Linked DNA regions of Mus musculus: regions 1 and 2 are each linked to region 3. Evidence: chromatin contacts called from public Micro-C and promoter capture Hi-C data. All regions are on one chromosome and are shown on one strand. The core of a region is the stretch at or near the end of the contact, and the rest is flanking DNA. Distances in the headings are between cores, read along the strand shown.

What was found. Promoter capture Hi-C pulls out the DNA fragments that hold promoters and counts their contacts. Hi-C and Micro-C count contacts between places; a contact is called where the count stands out from the background.
Region 1: a promoter capture Hi-C map of cranial neural crest shows a contact between it and region 3. The contact joins the promoter of Ppif here to the promoter of Dlg5 in region 3.
Region 2: a contact with region 3 is called in a Micro-C map of embryonic stem cells, with 9 times the contacts expected there. The contact joins the promoter of Zmiz1 here to the promoter of Dlg5 in region 3. A contact is called at or near these places in 1 of 39 promoter capture datasets (embryonic stem cells) and 1 of 484 Hi-C or Micro-C datasets (embryonic stem cells).

The regions. Positions count from the first base shown.
Region 1 is chr14:25,692,794-25,695,808 of GRCm38.p6, reverse strand. It overlaps Ppif (peptidylprolyl isomerase F (cyclophilin F)), which reads right to left and starts at 1,639. Exons shown (of 6, transcript NM_134084.1): 1 at 1,386-1,639; 2 at 306-336. The coding sequence starts at 1,577.
Region 2 is chr14:25,457,799-25,460,813 of GRCm38.p6, reverse strand. Zmiz1 (zinc finger, MIZ-type containing 1) reads right to left here and starts at 1,629. Exons shown (of 24, transcript NM_001310666.1): 1 at 1,258-1,629.
Region 3 is chr14:24,244,543-24,247,255 of GRCm38.p6, reverse strand. Dlg5 (discs large MAGUK scaffold protein 5) reads left to right here and starts at 1,336. Exons shown (of 32, transcript NM_001163513.1): 1 at 1,336-2,109. The coding sequence starts at 1,806.

The sequences.
Region 1 (3,015 bases), core at 390-2,889, 1.4 Mb before region 3:
CGCCAGCTGGGATAACAAAGCAAAGAGCCCAAACACTTTACCTAACCCTGCCCTGTGCTGTCATGGAGAAGTGGGAGGAAGCTATCAATGAGAGCTTACATGGGCCTTCCCCTGGTTCTGAGATGTCTAGCTACTTTCAGACTGGTTAGCAGAGTTGACAACAAGGTCCAGAGAGGGACAAAAGGCTGCCTCAGGGTACTCATCAGCTGTGCTTAGGTTGAGACTCCCATATGGTCATAATCTAAGTCCTAACTCCATGCCAAGCCCACCAGCCTTGCCGGGCTCACTTTCCACGTAAGCCTTACCTGCAGTCTTTGGCACGACATCTGCCTTTAACTATGGTGAAGGAAAAGGAACAGAAAAGGATGGTCAGTCCAGAAGCAGGTGCAAAAAAGATCCCCCTCACCATTCACACCCAGAGGCCAGGGCATCATGACAAAGAAGAACAGGGCCATTCCCTTCCATGACCACCAACCCTCCTCGGAACTGCCAAAGCCACTATCGTTTCTGCCAGCTGCTTCCTGAACCCAACCAAAGCTTGCTTGAGACAGCCTTAGTTTCTTATCCGAAGAAACTAGTGCCATCCTGGCCCACTTCCGGGACAGAAATGTCAGCTGGAGGCCCTCGGCATGAGTCCCTGGACCAAGAGTAAGTATCACATTAGAATTAGCTGACCTTCCTCAGTGCTGGGGGAAACTGAGGCTCACAGAAGGGAAGGAGGGGACCGTCATCCAAGCCTGCCTCATGCCTCTCAACTTCTCTTAAGAATCCCTCTTCACCAAACAGAGTTGGGGAGGTACTCCTCATTTTCCAAACGAGGAAAATGAGGCATAATAAAAAATGCCAGCTCCCCTCCCCCAGTAGATCGGCAGTCTAACTGGTACCTTTGTTCAAAGCAGAACAGCCTAAAGGCTCCTGGGATGGCCTCCTGATAACCTTGGTGTCTGTTTCCTACTTTTCTTTTTAAGGGTCAAATCTCAGGGAATGGAGAGGGCTTGGGCAGCCAGAACCTTCTCACTTGCATTCCCTGTGTCTCCTCTTAGGCAACCAGGCCTTGGGGGCGGATCCGGAGTGCGCTCAGGCCACCACGTGAGCACCTGGCAACACCTGGACCTCAGCTACCCACCCCAGAGCTCTGGGTCCAACCTCGGACGCAGAGGGTCTAGGAAGCCCAACGTCGGTCCAGGCCGGTCAGTGGGCTGTCACTCAGTACGATCTGACCTTGACCTTTTCCTCCACACCCCCCAGGGTTTTGAAAAGCCCCGAACGGACCAAGCTGATGCCGCCTCTTCTGAGAGAGGGAAACTGAGGCTCAAGGTCACCTGATGTGCCAGGCACAGTACAGGGCCCGGGAAGTCCAGGTTTTCCAAATGTCCAAGCCTCACCTCCAGCACCACGCGGCCGAGCGGCTGTCCATCGGCGCCCACGTCCAAGTACACGAGCGGGTTCCCGGAGGAAGAGTTCGCGCCGCGGGCTCCGCCGTCGCTGCAGGTACGGGTCGCGGAGAGGAGCAGCGGCGCGGAGCGCGGGCCGGAGAGCAGACCGAGCAGGCGGGGGCCGCAACGCAGCGCTAGCATCGCTGTCGCGGGTCGGGCGAGGGCGCGCGGAAGAACTCAGAGCAGACACAGGCAAGGTCGTACGACCCAGGAAGCGATACCTAGGCCGCGCGCCGCCGCCTTTATTGGTCGGCTGGCTTCGAGACCACGCCCCCCTCCACGCCTCCGCCGCGCCCCCTCGGAACCTGTTCGCTAGCGTCCCCTGCCGGTTGCCGCTGGCAGCGTAATCGGCTCGTGCGTTGTGCCCCGCCCTCCATCCCTACACACTGAGCCGGAAGTCCTTTGAAAGTGCTTCTAGATCAAGAGAAAGGTTGATCCTGAGATTCAGAAAGACGTGGGGGGGTGTAGGTGGGGGAATCTGAGGTGGCTCAGAAAGGGAGAGATAACAGAAAGAACAGAGAAGCAGAGATACAGTCTAAGACACCCACAAGGTGACCTCAGGCTGCCGGCTCCAGGGCTGAGTTTGTCTCCTTTTGCTTCTAGAGACCAGATCCTCCGCCAGGACTGAAAATACAGTTTGCCGAACCAATAGTGCATCTGCCAGGCCTCAGTCCCAGCCCACTCTGACAGCCCTTGTCTGTTCCCACCACCTCCAGCCAGGCCAGCAGAGTGCGGGGCTAGATTTACACCCCCTGGAATGCCCCCTAGATTTACATTCACCTGGAATAAACTTCCTTGCCAACTGCACCACACCTGCAGGTAACTTCCTAAGCAACCATTCTCTAGGGATGCCAGGAAGTTGGCAGTGTGTGATATAAAAGGAAAGGAGCCTGCAGAAGAGCCACAGGCAGGACTTTAAACCCTGGTGCACTGGGCACAGCACCAGCCTGGGAATCAAATGAATGCCAGCCAGCGAGAGCATGTGAGCCAACACAGTTAGGAAACTGAGGCTCAGAAAGAGAAAAAGGCTCTAACTAGGGCTAGAAAACCCTGGTTCCCTACTGCTGGATTCAGCCAGTCCTGCAACCAAGGAAGCGATGAGAAATTACCCTGCTTTCTACTCATACCTGTTCTGAGGATAAACAAACAAGAGAGAGAAGCATTTGTTAACTGTTAAATGCTGTTCTGTGTTCAACAGCGATGGGCATAGCCTAGACTGTGTGCTCAGAGCATAGCGGGGAATCTCCAGTGCAAGGTCCCAAGGTCCTGAGAGGCGGGAGCAGGAAAGGAGCTGAGAGCCTTAGGAGCCGGGGAGCCTGGCCTGTCCCACCCAAGATTCAGTTGGGGGGTGTGTGTGTGTGGAGAAGCCATGCTGGTCCAAGTAGTCTATGAAATCAGGGCATGCTCCCCGCCTCACACATGGCAGCCTGAACCCTCTTGTGATGGTCCACAGCTCTCTGCTTTGTGCTACTGGCCTTGATGGGTTGTATACCAGTCCCTAGTCTAGGGTGGGTCTCACCCAACCCCACATAGGGCCCCGTCTTTTCTTGTCAGTGTGTATCAAAGGGAGCTGCCTGCA
Region 2 (3,015 bases), core at 380-2,879, 1.2 Mb before region 3:
CGCTAGCCCTCCCGCCCGGGTTGTTTACATTCCTGGAGTGTCTTTTAAACCGGAGGCTGTGGCCGGCTCCTGGCCTTCTCCCGCGGCTTCGGGGCAGTCTCCCGTGAAAATCTGCTGGCGCACAATGGCCGGGAGAGGAGGCCGCCCCTCTCCCGCGCCCCCACCGCTCCAGGGCGGGGAGCCTGCCCTCTGCACCGCGCCCTCTCCCCGCCTGGCCAGCTTCCTGGACAGATGTCTCCGGCCAGGGGGCGACGCGCTCCCGCAGCCTGCACCGCGACACCGAGGCCGTGCTCCCCACTGTTTTCTCCCTGGCCCTGACGCCAGGAATGTGAAACAAGCTTTCTGAGCTTCCCTCCCACAATCCGGACCGAGCTTCAGCTCCGGCCCGGCCCCTCAATCTCCTCCCGGGTCGGCCTCCCACTCCCCCGGGGCCACCGCCGCCGGAGACAGAGAGGAAGAAAGAACACGGGGAAATTACTTTCGTATTTGCAACGCGCGCGCACACACACACAGACACATCTTCCCCTTGGGCTCGCCTCCCGACTGGGGCAGCCCCGGCCAGGCGTTGGCCTGAAAGCCCCTTCGGCTTCCGAAGCCCGAACGAGAAGCCTCGACACATCTCTTCAACGTGTCCTGCTTCAGCCACGCGCCGCGTTTCCCTGGGCTATTCTCCCCCCAAAACAACTTAACCGCGCCCCCATCTCCCATGTACAAAAGTGTGTTCTCCATAGAAATTCGGAGGCACAACTTAACACCACCAACCCTTGCCACCCTAGAATCCAGCGCCTTCCCGGAGGTTCTCCTACGCACACAGGAGCACAACTTCACATCTTTCCAAAAGAGGCAAGGGAGAAGCAGCCAGTCCTTCCCGGGTCCTCTCCTCCCTCCTCCGAATCCGTATCCCGGCTGGCTCCCGACTGATCGGAGCGACGGCTGGGAGGCGCGCCGGCAGGAGGCGGGCACCGAGTCCGAGCGCACAACCGCACCGGCGCCCCGTACACCCGAAGAACCCCGGGTCCCCGCGCTCATCCGGAGCCGCTCTACACAAGCTGGGCGCTCGCTGGTGGCCAGAGCCTCCGCCCCCGGCGGCCAGAGCAGCGGGCCGAGCCTGCACGGCTGGCTTCTTTCGCCCGGCCAGAGCTAAACCTTTAAGAGGAAAGCCCTAGTATAGTACACGGCGCTCGCACCCCGATGATCCGCCGGGAGCGGGTGGAAGCCTCGGTGTTAACGGGCGCTTGGCTCTGTCCCCAAACTTACCGGGCGCTGCGAGCACCACTGCCACCGCTGGAGGACGCGCCGCCGCCACCGCCGTGTAGGGCAGGCTGGAGCCGGGAGGAGCGCAGCGAGAGCGCGGAAATCCACTCGGCTCCGACTCCGGCTCCGGCTCCTCACCGGCCGGGGCTAGGGTCAGCGCGCTGCGCGGGCGCTGCTCGCTTGCTCTGCAGCCGGATCGCTGCTCGCCCGGCCGGCAGCTTGCTCTCCCGGGCGCCCGCCGCCGCCGCCGCTCGCTTTTTTAATGTCCACAGACAGTGAAAAGGAACTCGGCGTTAGGGGGTGAGTAAGTGAATCAACTCGCCCGGAGCCGAGCAAGTTGAAGTGTCAGATTACATTGGCTATTCTATTTCCAAAGGGCCCCGCGCCGCCGGCCTCCCGCAAAAGCCGGCACGGAGTCACGGCGGGAGCGGAGTGCCGCGCCTCCGGCGCGCAGCTCTGCTTGCCTTGGTTCGCTCTCCATCTGCGCGCTCGCTGCGCTCTCCTTTTCTCTTTTCCTTTCCTTTCCGCCTCTCTCCTTTCCCTTCTTTTCCTCCCTTTCTTCTCCGTTCCCAGGTCTCAGCTCTTTTCCGAACCCTGTTAGGCACCGCGCCACCCTCACCCTCCTCTGCTGCTCGTTCACTCTCGTCCCTCTTCTCGCCTCCCTTCGCTGCTCTTTAACGCCCCCCTCTCCGCATCCCATAAGTTTGGAGCGGAGAGACTGATGTGCCTAGGAAGGGATCACATTGGTAGGAGCAAAATTACTTCCAGAAGGCGTACCCCGCTTCCTACTGGTCCCCTGCAGGAGTGCACTGAGACCTCAGGTGCTGTCAGCTATCTGAATTGGGGTGACTGGATTGCTAATGAGACACTGTGTGCGAAACTTCCATGTAGATTTTGGGATTATTCCTAAAACAGGGTGAGAGAGGGTGAGAGGACCCTAACCTTCACTACCACCGGTGACGCAGGGGAGACTAAAGTGCGCCTCCATTGACATCTTGAGAAAGAGCGAGAGGTGCAGCGAGAACCATAAATACCCACTACTACTTGAAGTTAAGAGCAAGGACGCCTTAGTGCCTGGTAGGGAGCGCCTGGGGCGCTGAGAGCCGAGCGCTCCCGCTTTGCAGAGGTGGAAATAACCCAACCAAGCCCACAGCCCAGGGCTGGGCTCCACTCCTACAGTGGCGAAGAGCACTCACGAAGCAGTTAGGTGCGCTCACTTGCGGAGGTTCCCCTCACAGACCGGCCCCCAAGTGTATCCAAGTGCGCACTCCCTTTGGCTCTTGTCCATTACCACTCACACAGAAACTCCTACACAAACGGCAAACGGGTTTGCGCCTACCTTACAGCATGGCACGCATACTTCTCATAGCACGCATGACCCCCTCCACACACTTGTACACACACTTTCCATCCCAGTTATGCCCGTGCACCTGGAGTCATACAATTGAACACACAAATATAGTGTACACCACCCCCGGTACGTTTAAAAACAAAACAAAACACGAGGCATTCCCCCGTGCACTACCTCTCACATTCGCGTACACATACCACACATGTTCCCCTTACTCTTCCACATCCCTTCCTCAACCCCACCCGCCTCTCGATTAGAGGTAATGTAGTCCTAAAGACAACAAGCGTCTAGGCTGGACCCGCGCGCGCGCGCGCGCGCGCACGCGCTCCCCTTCAGGACAGGCGGGGGAGGCTTGGGTCTGAGCCCGCTAGGGACTCCAGGTGTGGCGATAACTCCGTGCTCCGCGTTTT
Region 3 (2,713 bases), core at 87-2,586:
GTGACCTGGAAGTGTTAAGTTAAAATACATACTTTCTTTCCCAAATTGCTTTTGGTCATGGTATTTGCCAGAGCAACAGAATATAATTAGGTCATCTTCTTGGTCACAGAAGCCCAGGCTATCTGATCAGAGAGGGATCTTCAAATGGTTTTGCTCCAGCATATTGGAATCCATGTTGGGTTATAGAAGCCTTAAAAAATGATAAAGCTATCAAACCCAGCCCAGAAAACACACGTTCACAATAGTGTTGAGATTGTTTCAGCGCCACACAGACCCTGCTGAACTTGCTCATGAAGCTACAGCTGAGAACCCCTGGTTTGATGCTCTTCTCATCCCCCTTCTCCTGAAAAATACTAGGTGAGGGAATGTAATTGGTTCTCTTCCACCATCATTCTGACATCGTCCACCATCATTCTGAGGGTCTTCTTGGTCTAATCACTATTCAGAGTTTGTTTCTATAAACAAACATGGCTTCTGGCTTCTGTCAAAGAAGGACATTTGAGATGTCTTTGCTTTGGTAACGGTGCCATCGAAAGAGTTCTTGGCCGGCCTTAGAAAGTAAGCCAGCCGTTGGAACGCAGAACTTTGCAGTCTTCTTCCCTGGGATGCAGATTCCGTTCCAGGTATGCAATTGTAGAGAGAGAGAAAGAGAGAGAGAGAGAGAGAGAGAGAGAGAGAGAGAGAGAGAGAGAGAGAGGAAGAAGGAGGAGGAGGAGGAGGAGGAGGAGGAGGAGGAGGAAGAAGAAGAAGAAGAAGAAGAAGAAGAAGAAGAAGAAGAAGAAGAAGAAGAAGAAGAAGAAGAAGAAGAGAACTGTCGGAGAAGGTAGACGGTCTTGAGCTGAAGTCATTATGGGAAGCAAGGTAACTCTGTGATTTGCTATGATCTTGGGGCGACACCAAGGAGCACTTTTCTTGACAGAAATCTCCAAGAGCCCACAGCAAACACTCCTTATGCACACCCAGGTCCTGCAAACATCCACTGCCTTTGACTCTGGAGCTCTGATACAGGTGTGCAGGATGCTATTAACTGTGAGGCAGGTTAGGGGGTTTTATTGGGAGATTTTCTAAGAAAATCTTGGAATGGGGACAAGTTCTGGAGAGGTCTTTAAATTGGAAATGACCAAGTGGGGGAGGGTTTTGCATTGTGTCCTTGGTTTGTTTTAGAATTCTTAGAAGACTCTGGACTAGGGGCAGTATGTGAACAGGGTAGGAGCAGTTTCTCTCAGTACCTTGTGGACTAAGGGCCGGTGGGGTCCGGACCCTTCCCCTTCGCCCAGTGTTTCAGTTGCCTGCTACCTCCTCCAGGCCGAAGGCGGGCCGGGGAGGAGAGAGGCCAGAGGGGCGGACCGCGGCTGTGCAGGCGGCGGTGTGGGAGCTCGGGGGAGCCGGGCCGGAGCCGTCGGGCGCCCGGCGACAATTCCCCCCGCGGCGATCGCAGTGTGCGGCGGGGCGGTGGGCGCGGAGGCGGAGCTGGAGGGGGCATGCCTGGCTGCTGCGAGGCCTCGGGGCGCGCCCCGGCCGCCGTCCCCACCTCCGCCTCCTCCTTCTCCTCCTCCGTCTCCTCCTCCTCTTCCAGTCCCGCCGCCGCCGTAGCCAACATGGCTGCGCCCCGGAGCCCGGGAGGCGGCCGTTGAGAGCTGCCCGATCGTCCCGGCCCCGAGGCTCGCAGGCCCCGGCCCATGGGCCCCGCCGCCTCGCGACTCCCGGCGCGCTAGGCTGCCGCCCAGTTCGGCGTGCAGCCCGCCGGCCTCGGGAAGCCCCGGCGCCGTCCGGCGGGGCGGGGCGGGGCGGCGCGGGCCGCCACCATGGAGCCGCAGCGCCGGGAGCTGCTCGCCCAGTGTCAGCAGAGCCTGGCCCAGGCCATGACCGAGGTGGAGGCCGTGCTTGGGCTGCTGGAGGCAGCAGGAGCGCTGAGCCCCGGCGAGCGGCGGCAGCTGGACGAGGAGGCGGGAGGCGCCAAGGCGGAGCTGCTGCTCCAGCTCCTCCTGGCCAAGGAGCAGGACCACTTCCAGGACCTGCGCGCCGCCCTGGAGAAGACTCAGCCTCACCTGCTGCCTATTCTCTACCTGAACGGCGTCGTCGGGCCGCCGCAGTCTACAGAGGGCGCGGGTGAGTGGCAGTCCCGCGCGGCCCCTCCTGCCCTCCGGCCACCCCTTCTCTCTGCAGCTCACCAAGGGGGTTGGGGGGGCCGAGGCTCAGGTCGCAGCCACCGCTCTACCTGTATGGCGCGGGTGACACCTTCTCTCTTATCCTACCCGGGGAGGGACGGATGCCTGGAACCTCATTCACACCTCCTGCCTCTGTTCTGCGGTTTTCTGGGAACAATAACCCCCTCACCGAAAGCCTTGTCTTTCCTCTCCTTGTTGCTACTGCTGCAGAGTCCTCCGGAAGCCACCAGGTCTGGTGGCGGGGCGGAGGTCGGAAGACACCTCGGAAGGATGTCGGTCAGCCCCCTTTCTAAGCTTCTCACGGTCGGCTAGCCCTTCGGGAGCCCTGGGTTGCAATCCGCAGGAAGGGAATATAGGCCAGGGGAAGATCCCCTAAGTTCTGATCCCTGCAACCCTCTTTAGGTCACTCGTGTCTTTTCACTTTGTGTCCGTGCCCGTTTCCTTCTCGTCCCCTGGACCTCAGTCTCCTAACTCGCCCAGATTTGCTGTGAATTATGCACACCGCCTTCCCCGGTTTCTTTGGAAATTGTGGGCCCGGAAAAGTT